Linked DNA regions of Siniperca chuatsi: region 2 is linked to region 1. A link is a contact called in public Hi-C data. All regions are on one chromosome and are shown on one strand. The core of a region is the stretch at or near the end of the contact, and the rest is flanking DNA. Distances in the headings are between cores, read along the strand shown.

The links. A called contact is a pair of places that touch in the nucleus more often than the background predicts.
Region 2: a Hi-C map of liver shows a contact between it and region 1, with 5 times the contacts expected there. The contact joins two enhancer-like sites. A contact is called at or near these places in 3 of 3 Hi-C or Micro-C datasets (liver, skeletal muscle and an unstated tissue).

Annotation. Positions count from the first base shown.
Region 1 is chrLG12:26,544,610-26,550,721 of ASM2008510v1, reverse strand. It overlaps dgkh (diacylglycerol kinase eta), which reads left to right. Exons shown (of 31, transcript XM_044216877.1): 18 at 620-754; 19 at 934-1,051; 20 at 1,276-1,386; 21 at 1,836-1,932; 22 at 2,912-3,019; 23 at 4,571-4,684; 24 at 4,776-4,910; 25 at 5,102-5,262; 26 at 5,405-5,510. Among protein-coding and RNA genes, the nearest start is that of akap11, 15 kb to the right of the region's middle. Within about 2 kb of position 3,026, the one cell type or tissue checked has an H3K27ac peak away from gene starts, as active enhancers do. A contact at or near this core is called in liver, where this site is marked.
Region 2 is chrLG12:26,640,327-26,646,438 of ASM2008510v1, reverse strand. vwa8 (von Willebrand factor A domain-containing protein 8) reads right to left here. Exons shown (of 45, transcript XM_044216782.1): 30 at 4,683-4,802; 31 at 4,306-4,370; 32 at 4,075-4,200; 33 at 3,876-3,985; 34 at 3,080-3,231; 35 at 2,091-2,295; 36 at 1,928-2,009; 37 at 1,011-1,215. Among protein-coding and RNA genes, the nearest start is that of LOC122885508, 45 kb to the left of the region's middle. Within about 2 kb of position 2,273, the one cell type or tissue checked has an H3K27ac peak away from gene starts, as active enhancers do. A contact at or near this core is called in liver, where this site is marked.

The sequences.
Region 1 (6,112 bases), core at 1,777-4,276:
ACTTGATACATTCTCAGCAACAACAATAAATTAAAAACCAAATCCTTCAGAGTAAAAGCATCATCTTCACAAATATATAAAAGTACTCTTGTTACCCTACACTGTATCCTTAAGAATTGTAGTGGTTTCAGACAGTTGGAGTAAATAGACATTGTACCTTGGGCATTTTACTCTCAAAATGTGGAATTGTGGAATGCACCTCTGTATCTAATTTCAAGGTCCAAAGTTTTTTTCACTTAGTACTTATTACCTTTTATAATTCCCTGCTTTTATTCTGAAGGCCAGAGTCCCCTACCAGAGGTCCTACTGTTTCTGGTGGAACATAGCAACACTAACATACAGTATGTTCAGTGTAATGTTAATTCAACAGTGTGGAGCTGAGCATAAATAAAAATGTGTGTCACCGTATTTCAATATCACCCACTGACTGTCACCTTCATTATATGGATTATTGTCAGTTCAGATGGCTTAAGAAGAAGATATTTGTTTGTTTTAAAAAGTAATGTCATTGTGTACCCTCTATTGTGTTTGCCCTAAGGAACCAGGAATTTGAACCACACATGTTTGAGTAGAAAAAAAGGAATGATAGTGTTGTGAATCTTTCTTTCTGTGTGTCCAGCTGCTAAGAGTCCCTGTTCTCCAACGGAGATGAGGGTGAGCCGCAGCACCCAGTCCTGTGGCTCCTTCACCATCACCCCCTTCACCACCAGCAAGGAGAACCTCCCTGTGCTCAACACACGCATCATCTGCCCTGGTAAACACTCACACACACACGACAAGACATTATATATATTTCAAAGCATGCATGCAACAAATTTCCCTTCACCTGACCTTAACAAAACACACAGGGACAGGATCACTCGGACATTTCAACTCAGCCTCTTGTGACAGATGACTGTGTGTGTGTGTGTGTGTGTGTGTGTGTGTGTGCAGGCTTGCGGGCAGGTCTGGCTGCCTCCATCGCTGGCAGCTCCATCATTAGCAAGATGCTGCTGGCTAACATCGACCCCTTTGGTGCCACACCCTTCATCGACCCCGACCTCGACTCACTGTGAGAGCCGTTTCTCTTCGTGTGTCTCCTCCCATTTTTGTCGCCGTTTGTCTGTTTGAAAATCTTTCTGGTTCTACTGTGTTTTCTCATCTTTCTCTCTCTGGCCAGTCATGTGCAAATCTATATCCACATCTCTCTCTCTCTGTGTTTCTGTTTGTCCTTGATATGTTTGTGTGTGAGTTTCAGCTTACTTAGTCTGTTTGTGTGGCTGTTTTTCCACCCAGAGAGGGCTACATGGAGAAGTGTGTGATGAACAACTACTTTGGCATCGGCCTGGATGCCAAGATCTCCCTGGAGTTCAACAACAAGCGAGAGGAGCATCCAGAGAAATGCAGGTGAGACACATTTCCCTTACCCCCAGGCATCTGTCAGCCATTGAGCAACAGATATTGTTATTGGCAATCAGCCATCAAGGGAATGTTTTTGTTTTTTTTATCAGTGAAAGCTGCTCTGTCGCCTGCATTTGTATTTACCAAGCATTTCTCAAGATGGAAGTGTCCAAGCTCAGAAGTCACTGGCATTCAGTTGGCTGAGGTGCATATTCAGCCAGATGTACTACATATATTATCATTAGTAAAGCTGATATTGCTTGTTTTCTTGTGTTCTGACTCTTAAAAAAAGAAATATAATCTCTGTAGGCTATAGTACTAGTGTCTGGGTGGTTTATAACTCTGTCAAACAACCATTCAATTCCAGCACAGTTTAAGATCTTTTCAGTTCATTTCACAAACCTTTCCATTTTCACCACACTGTTAATCTCACCCTCTGCTCCCCTCCTACACAGGAGTCGCACCAAGAACATGATGTGGTATGGTGTTTTGGGCACAAAGGAGCTTCTGCAGAGAACCTACAAGAACCTGGAGCAGAAGGTCCAGCTAGAGGTGAGAAAGGACAGAAGAACAGCAGAGAACATTTGCTTTTACTTAAAAAGTCTGGAAAATCAGACTGCATGTTGCATGCTCAGATTTTACTATGACTTTAGTCTAAAGAAACATCTACTGGAGATCTGTAGACCCAGGCAGCTGTGGGCAGGACCAATAAGCACGGTGTGGGGTGATTTAGTGAGGATGTGACTCACCACTTCTCAACACTCTTGAATCTCTTGAAACACTATCTAAGTGTTGTAGATGTAAGGTGAAGCATGATTCTGCAACTGCCCATCTTATTTCTCACCTCAAATTTATTCAGAAACAGCTGCCATGCTTCTCCAGTCTGAAAAAACACTTACAGCCCAGTGGATGGTGTGCTCATCTAGTCAGGTGTAGGAGAGTCATTTATTGATGTCACCCGCCAAAAAATAGTCTTCTGGCTTCGGGAGGCTGTTTAAGTTTAAACCCTTTTAAAAATTTGAAATTGTTCAAAATACCATACAGCACAAAGGTATTAACAATGTTGTACAGAATTATTTTCAACAAAATTTCATTTTCAGGCAGCTACAATTAAATAGTGATATTTACTAAAGGCAGAGTTGGATATTAAGGTAGACAAAATAAGGCAAATACCATGAAATGTATAGTTTTAGCACGGCAAAACGCCTGCTTAGACATTACTAATTAGGGTATACAGGAATGGTGTCAATGTTATTGCCAGTCTTAGATTGCCCATTTATACATCAGACATTTGTTCAATCAGAAATCTTTTTTTTTTTTTTTTTACAGCTTTATGACTCTTTTCTTTTGCTGTGAAACTGGCCTTGCAGTTAGATAAAGGTAGCAATGAAAGTTAGTAAAATATATTAGATTTGATGGTCATGAAACCTGCAGACACCCTGAGTTTCTCCTACAGACACATGTACCTTCCCTGCTCCTGTCACTTACTGGTCCAGCTGAGCTCTGCCTGGTTATTATTTGTCTTTCCCAGTGTGACGGCCAGTACATCCCACTGCCAAGCCTTCAGGGGATCGCAGTGTTAAACATTCCTAGCTACGCAGGCGGGACCAACTTCTGGGGAGGCACCAAAGAGGATGATGTGAGTACATTTATAGTACACTAGATGTTCTCACTGAACTCTGCGTAATGTTCCATCCTGCTGGAAGTGGATGGACTTAGATCACCTTTGGAGAAGAAAATGGGTGTTTTCCTCCTCAAGCCAATATCAGAAATTGGCCAGACTCCTTGGATTGAGGCTCCACCTCTCTCTTTTTGTCTCTCACTTGTTCTCTCTTGTTTTCTCTGTTGTTAACTGTGGGGAAAGACAGCCTGGATCCTGGTTTAACATGACCCTGACTGCCTGGAGGTGCAGGGGGAGGGATGGTTAGAGAGATAGTTGTGCTTGTTTGTTTAAGGCCCAGAGCACAAGGCCTGCTGAGGGATTAGTTTGCACATGCACACACACACACCCCTTAGTGAGCCCCTGCAGAGGTTACCCTTGGACACACACATATGGTATGTGCATTTGCCGTTATGTAACTGTTTTGCTGGAGAGGAGGAAACCGAAACAGGGAGAGGACATTTAGTTAAACTTAGTCATCATGTGCACACACACACACACATTACAATCAAAGTTTTCTCTTTGTTTTGAATAGACTTGTTTTGCAGTCTAATCATTCATTTTGACACATTGCAGCTGATCTGTAGTTTCACTATAAAACAAAGATTGAGTTTATTTGAAAATAGTTGAAATATACATTATTGACACCAACAACTGGTGATAAAGTTACATATCTCGCTTTTGTCACTGATCAACATGTTACCACCTCTACTTTAGCACTAAATGCAGTACAGAACTTTTTGTTGAACGTGTTTTGGTTTCCATCTAGTGGCCTAGGCTCCACACGACAACACATCTGATCATGTTCTTTGATCATTTCATCTGGGGGGAAATGTTACCTATCCAGCTTCTTTTTGTTTTGCTGAGCCACTCTCTCTATGTATTTGGGCAGATGCTGACTCCTCATTGCTTTGACCTTTTCACGGGCAGTTTGCTGGCAGAGATCAATACCAGAATTGTTGGAAGCCTCTTCTTTCAGAAACAATTCATTTCTCATTCAGGCTCCAGCTAAACTGAGCTGACAGGGCAAAATGTCTCCTTTGAGGCAGGTTTTTTCTTTTTACAAATATAGAGATAGGGAGGATTTGTGAACCCATATCACAATTACATTAAAGGATAAGGCTGGTGATATTTCATATTTTCTTATTGACAACAAATGTCATGACCAGACCAAAGCCAACAATGAATTAATCCTGTGGAGCCAAAATCTGATGTGCCATAGACTACGGAAAATATTGCTACCCAATATTGTGATAGCGATTTAAATTGTGAATTTTTTCCTATTAATTGTACAGGCAAATGTACATCTTCAGTAGGAACAAATGGATTTGGGACTTAGTGCCACAGAGGGAAGTCAAAAAGTACTGAGTGACAGATTATCGCATTGTTGAGTCTTTTCATGACAAAATAAAGAATAGCCAGCCTAAGCCTTTAAGAGAGATTTAAATGATTGGTTATACAGTACACAATCAATAGATGCAACATGGTACTGCGCATACACTTCCTGAATGTCATTATTGTGTTGTGCAGATCTTCTGCGCCCCGTCATTTGATGATAAGATCCTGGAAGTTGTGGCTGTGTTTGGGAGCATGCAGATGGCTGTGTCCAGAGTCATCAAACTGCAACACCACCGCATAGCACAGGTGAGAACAGACACTACAAACTATATGAAAAGAAAATACACATATATATAAGAATATGGGCATCTAATCTGAGCCTCTCTGCCCGAATCAGTGTCGAACAGTGAAGATTACGATCCTGGGCGACGAGGGGGTTCCCATTCAGGTGGACGGTGAGGCCTGGATCCAACCGCCTGGAGTCATCAAGATCCAGCACAAGAACAGAGCTCAGATGCTCACCAGAGACCGGGTGAGAAAGAGGGAGGGAGGGAGGGGAAGTGGAGCTCAGTGAGGAGCAGTAGGTGTCTGAAAAGTTTGGAGAATAAAATGAACATGAGTGAGGAGGTTGGGCTTTGGTTGAGAGTCATGCTGGTAGATGGACAAAGCTTTCCAAGAATTGTGTTACATGATATATGCTTATTCTTTGATTTTCCCCCGCAGGCGTTTGAGAACACATTGAAGTCATGGGAGGACAAGTTGAAGTATGATAAGCTTCCTTTGCGGCCTCACCTCTACCCACAGCAGTCTGTGGATCTGGCTACAGAGGAGGAGGCCGCCCTGGTGCAGATGTGCGCTCGAGCTGCAGAGGAGCTCATTACAAGGTAAACATGTCCTCCCATGAATATCATGTCTCACTCTGCAAGTCCACAGGCTTTACAGATATATGAAGAATCCAGGAAATCACCATTTAGTTTTTTTTTATCATGAATCGTGCCCACTGACATGTGCTCTGTCTATTCACAGGATATGTGAGGCTGCGAAGACCAATGGGCTTTTAGAGCAGGAGCTGGCTCATGCTGTTAATGCCTCATCTCACGCCATCAACAAAACACACCCGAAGTTCCCAGAGGTCAGCTATCAACATGAATCACACAACATATAGCGGTTTTCATTCTAGGATGAGCACTGGAATGTTTCTGTGTCGTTTGCTTAGCTGCTTTTTAGAGTTTAAGACAATTTAAAGCCATGTTTTCTTGAACAGGTCTCAAGAAAACGGTAAACCCACTTGTTGTGCCTTGTAAATAAAACATATCACGTACTTGCCTCTAGAGGTCACTGAGTCTAAGGTTTAAGTTAAACCTGTTGCACACATTGTTTATCTAAAGTTGAGGGTCTTAGAGAGGAGTCAAATTGTTTAAGGGGTGATTTTTACTTAATATCTTTCTCTATGTATGGTGTTACAGACTAATCGTGCGTGTGTGTGTGTGTGTCTATGCAAAGAGTTAGTCATACATTTACAGGCTAAGCTATAAGCAGTAGTCAAACAAAACAAAATAATAATAAATAAATAAAAATGTAGATATAAAAATGTGTATTTTAGGACCATTACCCAGTGTTGTTTTATGTAAAGTAGGTTCTGTAATTAAAATAGTCACGCCAAAGATAATGTCTTTTGTTCTAAGTAATGTTTTTTCTAACTTAGCAGTTAGTGAAAATTGAATTTAAAAAACC
Region 2 (6,112 bases), core at 1,024-3,523, 96 kb before region 1:
GTTGTGTCCAGTGAGCTAACACAGAGCACAGCACTGTCTAAGTCTGAGCTACAGTGGACTCAAGGTGCCCCATCGAAGAAGACTTGGCTACTGAGGGATCTAGGCTAGAGAGAGGTCCCGTGTGTGCATTGAAGGTGTGCAGGTGTATGGGAGTGTGTGTGTGTGTGTGTTAATGAATACATTCTCAGTCAAAGGCAGTCTGCTTAAATTTTGGCTCAGTAGCCCGGGGGCCTCAGCACACTCTTAAGAAAATCTATATCTCTGGAGTCAAGGCAACACAGAATGAGTACCCAAAAACACAATGATTACATCTCGTCATGCCTTATTGCAGGAGCAAATGTAGAAAATGATGAAGACTGACACAAATAATATTTTTTACTTTCCCTTCATTCATTCCTAAAAAAAACTTTAGGCTTGCTCATACTGCTTGCGTTTCACATAAAAGATGCTTATCTCATAGACACGAAAGTTAACAATCAATTTGTGAATTTGTATTACTCCTCTTTGATATCCTCATTTTAGTCCCTGTATTGGCTTCTTTGTCTCACTACCTTGTGCACAAACCACAGAACCGCAGATAATGCACCCTACATCTGGGAGGCTATGCTATCTAAAGAATTTGTCTGCCTGTGTTGTGTACGTGGGCACGTTAACAATGCTTTCTCAGTACGCTGGTCCGAATGTTCTGACCCATACCAAGGGTCAAAACTATTGCATCATCAGCACAAAGCCGTCCATTCATACACACCCACCATGGGTACAGGGTCATGCATTTTGGGTCTGGAAACATTCCGGTTAGCATAAAATCAGGAGTGTTTCGGCAGCTAATATATTCCGCCAGAGTGAGGCAAGTATGCAGAGTGACATCCAGTTGAAATTCTGTTCACAAGAGTTATTTTTAAAGTAGCACTGCCCCTCATTGGTGTTGAGAGAAACTGCATCTTTGTGATACAACATTGAGGTATCCACAGACGCTTTTAAGACCATTTCTAACAAAGTTGTGATGTTACCTGTAAAGGTCTACCATCCTCCGTCCCAATCATATTCCTCCATTCCATCAGTGATCGCTGCAGGGTGTCCAATCCTGTCTCCCAGAGCCGGACGTACCCACCCATATCCACTGTGACCACACCTCCAGAACCCAGAGCAGCTATGAGCACATCAGACTCTGACACCTTGGACAACCAGCTGGTGTAAGGCGACACAGTCATTGACCTGCCAATCACAAATATGCAGGAAAGTGGAAAACGCAGTCACTTAGAGAAGTCATCAAAAGGGCTTCAAGACTTTCACTCGATTTAACATTTAAACTTTCCTCAAATGTGAAAAATATGTTGTCTGTCAAAAAAACGTTAGCTATGCCGGGGTTTTCCCTAGCTCAACATGATGACCTTGATTATATGTGTCTGAATTTTGATGCTTACACTGTTATCAAAATGGGCTTTTTCCCCCACTTGGCTTAAATGGTCAAACAAATACACTAATGTGGCCCACTTTGATTTAGATGGGCAGGAAAAAACTTGTATGCAAAATGGAATGAGGCAAAATCACAAAAGACACGGCACTAACTTACACAGAACATGTACTGTAACAGCAAGACAGGATAAATGATCAAAATGTCTACTGCCTTTTTACAAATAATAGGAGCAGATATTTTTGTATGTTTTACAAGAGTAAAGGTTGATTTATACACATTTCATTCTTTGGTGATACATACGCATTTAATGATACCAAGAATCATAAAATAATAGTTTTGCAAATTTAAAAACGCAATAGTAAAACATACAGTATAGAGACAATGCATTAGTATTTCTCAGTGCAATGCTGGCTCTGACCACTAGCTGGTGCTACAAGATGCAAAATGATGTTCTTGTTGTGAAAGTATTGCAGAGTGAGACACAGTAACAAACAGGTGTGCTGTGTTTACCTTGGAACAGGAATATATTTGACTTTTTTGGAGTTCAGATCAGTCACCTCCAGGTACGCCGCTGTCATTGGAGGTGTGACATCTGAGAGACAAACAGGAAAACAAGTCTGCACACACTGAATACATTCTCTGTTTGAATTGTGTGAATGCTATGAACTCTGACCTTTGGGGTAGACCTCCTTCAGGGGCACCTTGTTGGGTGGAAGTGCTCGGACCACCTGATTGGCTGAGAGCAGACTGACACAATTCTCCTGTTTGGCCGTGCTGGACCGAAGCCCACCTCTGAGGAACATGTGAGCCCCACTCTCAGCACTCTTCATCCCTGACAGGTCAACAGGCCTCTTAAAGCTGTACACCTCGTTAGGGGACTGGACAAGAAAAGAAATCAAGAGGAAAATATCACTACTTATATATCAAGCACACAGCTGTTTGGCCTAGTTGTGAGTATATTAATATTCATCAGTTCTAGCATCCACACTAGAGTACCTCATTCAACCAAGCTTTCATTTATGTTCTCTACTCATTGAATTTTTTTCAGGAATACATTAAACTGACAGCAGGGACATACTGAATGGGCCCCACTCCACTTGCAGGGTTAACACTGATACACAGACACACATTCATATCTATGCCCTGTTATGAGTCTTTGATCCACCTGACTAGCATGTCTTTGGTACAAAAGAGTAAAATGGAAAACGGCAGGAAACCTACAGTACGTAAATACAGTGAGAGCATATAAACTCCACAACAAAAAGTATGTTCCATATTGCTGCAGGGCAACAGGGTTTAACACTAAATAACTTTGCCACCCTTCAAGTGTTGCTCCCTAAAGCTGCACAAGAAAACTTGAAAAAATGGTGGAAAATAACTTGAATAACTAGTTTGAAGTACTTCAGTAACACTAAAAACATGTAATATGATACTAATGAAGTGCAAATGTCTCCTATTTTGTCTAATCTTCTCTGTAGATGGAGAGATATCTTCAAGCTACTACACCAGTGGTCATACCACACACCTGAAATTGACATGAAAATGTCACAGGAAAATGTTGTCCTGTGCAGATGTAATGTCAAATGATTAGTTCAAATCTACAAAAGCTTTATGTGTCCCAAACATTGACCCACAATTTTTTACTACATTTTATAATCTCACCATGAGGTCTGGGAAGCCCACAATGACCCGTGCAAAGGAGCCGGTGTCGGTCAGTACACGGTTAGGTGAAACAATCTTCTGGTCCAGAGCGGCGCTGAGGTTCTCGTTGGGTAGCTGCTCACATGACAGCATCTGGGGTACGGACACCTCAGCTGGGAGGGTGGGAGTGAAGGGGCCGAACAGAGCATGATGGAACAGAGAAAGAAACAGGAAAGGAAATTTTTGTTAACGTACCAGACATTGCAGTTGTATGAAAAGAGCTCTGGAGAGGTCTGTAGCATCGTACTTCATGTGAGAGATCCAGTGTCTACTATATCAATGAGCTCACTGCAGAAACCCTCTTAAGGGCTCATATATTTCTTCTTTAGATTACAATACAGTGCACCGTCCTCAGTTAGATCCACTGACTTATTACAGTGACTTATGACCTTCGTGGACTAATTCAGTCTAGATTGTTGGACATTGCTTATTACTTCACATTTTGGCCTCACTAACTGTGAAGTGGAGTCGTATGAAAGTTTAATATTGATTGAAATATGCATGGTTCACTTGATATTTTTGGTTTGACTAAAGGCCAGTTGACAGGTAAGCTTAGAGGTCTTGTCACGGCAGACATTTGGCTGTCTAGGGCACCAGTCTGTTTCTCAGGATGTCTGCCTGCTTGGTTTTGTTAATAGGGTTGACATAGTGTCTTTAACAAGTGCTACAGAACAGCTGGACAGAACATAAAAGCCCTGTCAACCTTTGTTTAGAGCTATGGGATGTCCATCCTAAATGTCCTTATCATTATATATACCTGTACTGGCTCCATGGCCTGAGCTGACTGAGTCCTCACTGATGCTGTGGAGCTGACACACTCCAGAGTCTTCAGCTGCCATATGCATGGGCTTGGTCAGCAGGAACTTCCTGTTCAGTGACACATACAGTATGCTGCATTATAACTGAATTCAAACTTTAAGATCCTCAGAGAGATTTGAAATCCGTCCCTTACTTACTTGTTGGTGTTGCTCTCCAGCAGTAGCCAGCGGTCCTCTGCCACGAGGAAAACAGACTTCAGGTTGATGGGAAGGGAGATGGAGTGAACCCTGCCCTCCAGCATATCCAGCACCTCCAGCTGGTTGCTGCACACACAAACACAAGCACACAGGTCAGCGATTAATACCGTCGTATGACTGATGCTGTTTAATAGTGTTGTGGAAGATCTAGTTTAGATCAGAGTAACTTACCCATCCTCCTTATAGAAGAGAAGCCAGTTTTTGTGGGCAAAGTCATGACACATTTTATGCCCCCCCTGCGACCAACAATCAATACACACAACACGTTAATTTCAAACACTGCATTGGAATGATTTGTTCTGTGATTATTCTTCACTCCTCGAAATATAATCTGCACCAACCCTTTGAAAAACATTAACATTCTGATCAGGATCATGCATACTAATTCATCACCAAAAACAAATATGTAAAGTGTAAACGTTGACTAGTCCTTTTGTAAAACTGGACACATGGGGAAAAAGTAACGTGTCTAGTCTATGTCTATAGTGGAGATGATCCCTGAGCATTCGAGAGCCACAAGCCTCTCTGGAGACACTGAAACTTCTGACCTGTTGTTCCTTACTGTTCCACCAATTCGAGGCTCTGGTGGAGGGCTGATCGCTGTCCGGAGACAACGTGAGCCTTCGCACGGCGCCTGTTACCATGTCCACATGGAGCACTGTGTTACTCTGGCAGAGAGACAAATTGATTGACAGACAGAAAGTGGAATGAAAAGACTGGATTCAGAATAAAATGTTATAACATTAAAATATGATTATACCTCCAGAAAGCAGATTGTTGATTATTATGTTACTAGTATAACAATGCAAATCACATGCCAGGAAAAAAAATCCTCACCAGCATAAATAGAACACATTTCCATCGACAGAGGGAGGAAATGAATGATTGAATTATGTAATTTACTTAAAGGGACAGTTCACCCCAAAATCAAAAATACATATTTTTGCTCTCACCTGTAGAGCTGTTTATCCATCTAGATAGTTTTGGTGTGAGTTGCAGAGTTTTGGAGATATCGGCCGTGGAGATGTCTGCATTTTTTAAAATTATAATGGGACTGCATGGCACTCGGCTTGTGGAGCTCAAAGAGTCAAACTACATTTGAAAAACTCAACAGCAGAAATCAGGACCCGGTTACTCAAGATAATCCACAGACCTTGTTGTGAGCAGTTTCATGTAGAAAGAACCGGTCATGATTTCTGGATAGAGACATCGCTGATTTTGGGATGAACTGTCCCTTTAATGCAATAAATGCTCATCTTAGATTTGATTATGAACGCTCCCTTTATTATTATTTTTGCAACTATGCTGTTCACGTACGTTTCTTTCAACTTATGGTTGATCTTTTGACTCTGATCAAATATGGACCATGACAGTATGACCTAAAATTTTTATATTTTGAGTATTGGAATTTAGCCTTATACATTCATGGTATTTTTTTTTTCCTCATATTTTCAAATGTGATTTAAATGCAGTACAAGACTCTGAGACAGAAACGTTTTAAGTTTAGAGTGATTTTGGGGAGAGACGTGGTTAAAGTTAAAGTCTTTGGGAGCGTATTTGTGTGTGCTCTTTGCTCCACTTTCTCACGACAACGTCAGGATTTTTGTTATGGTGAAATGTTCGTGGCATGGTATTACATTAAGGGGATTCATGTTTACCATTGCCTCTGTAAACAGTGTACATGGACATATCTTTAGAAATACAATTGTAGCATGGATAACATAACAACTAGTAAATGACTCAATCAACAATTTCTGCATAGTTTGTTCTCTTTTATACCTCAGCTAGAGCTACCTGTGTACATTCCTCATGCCTGCGCACATTTCCTTATTGTTTGATCTTGCTGCTGCTGTCTCCACTTCTTCATGCACATCTTCTTACTTTGCAAATGTGCATTTGCTTCAGCATATGTGTATCATATCGTTTTCTAGTACTTTCTCCTGTGTGCACTGACGTAAAGACGAGCTACTGTAACAAA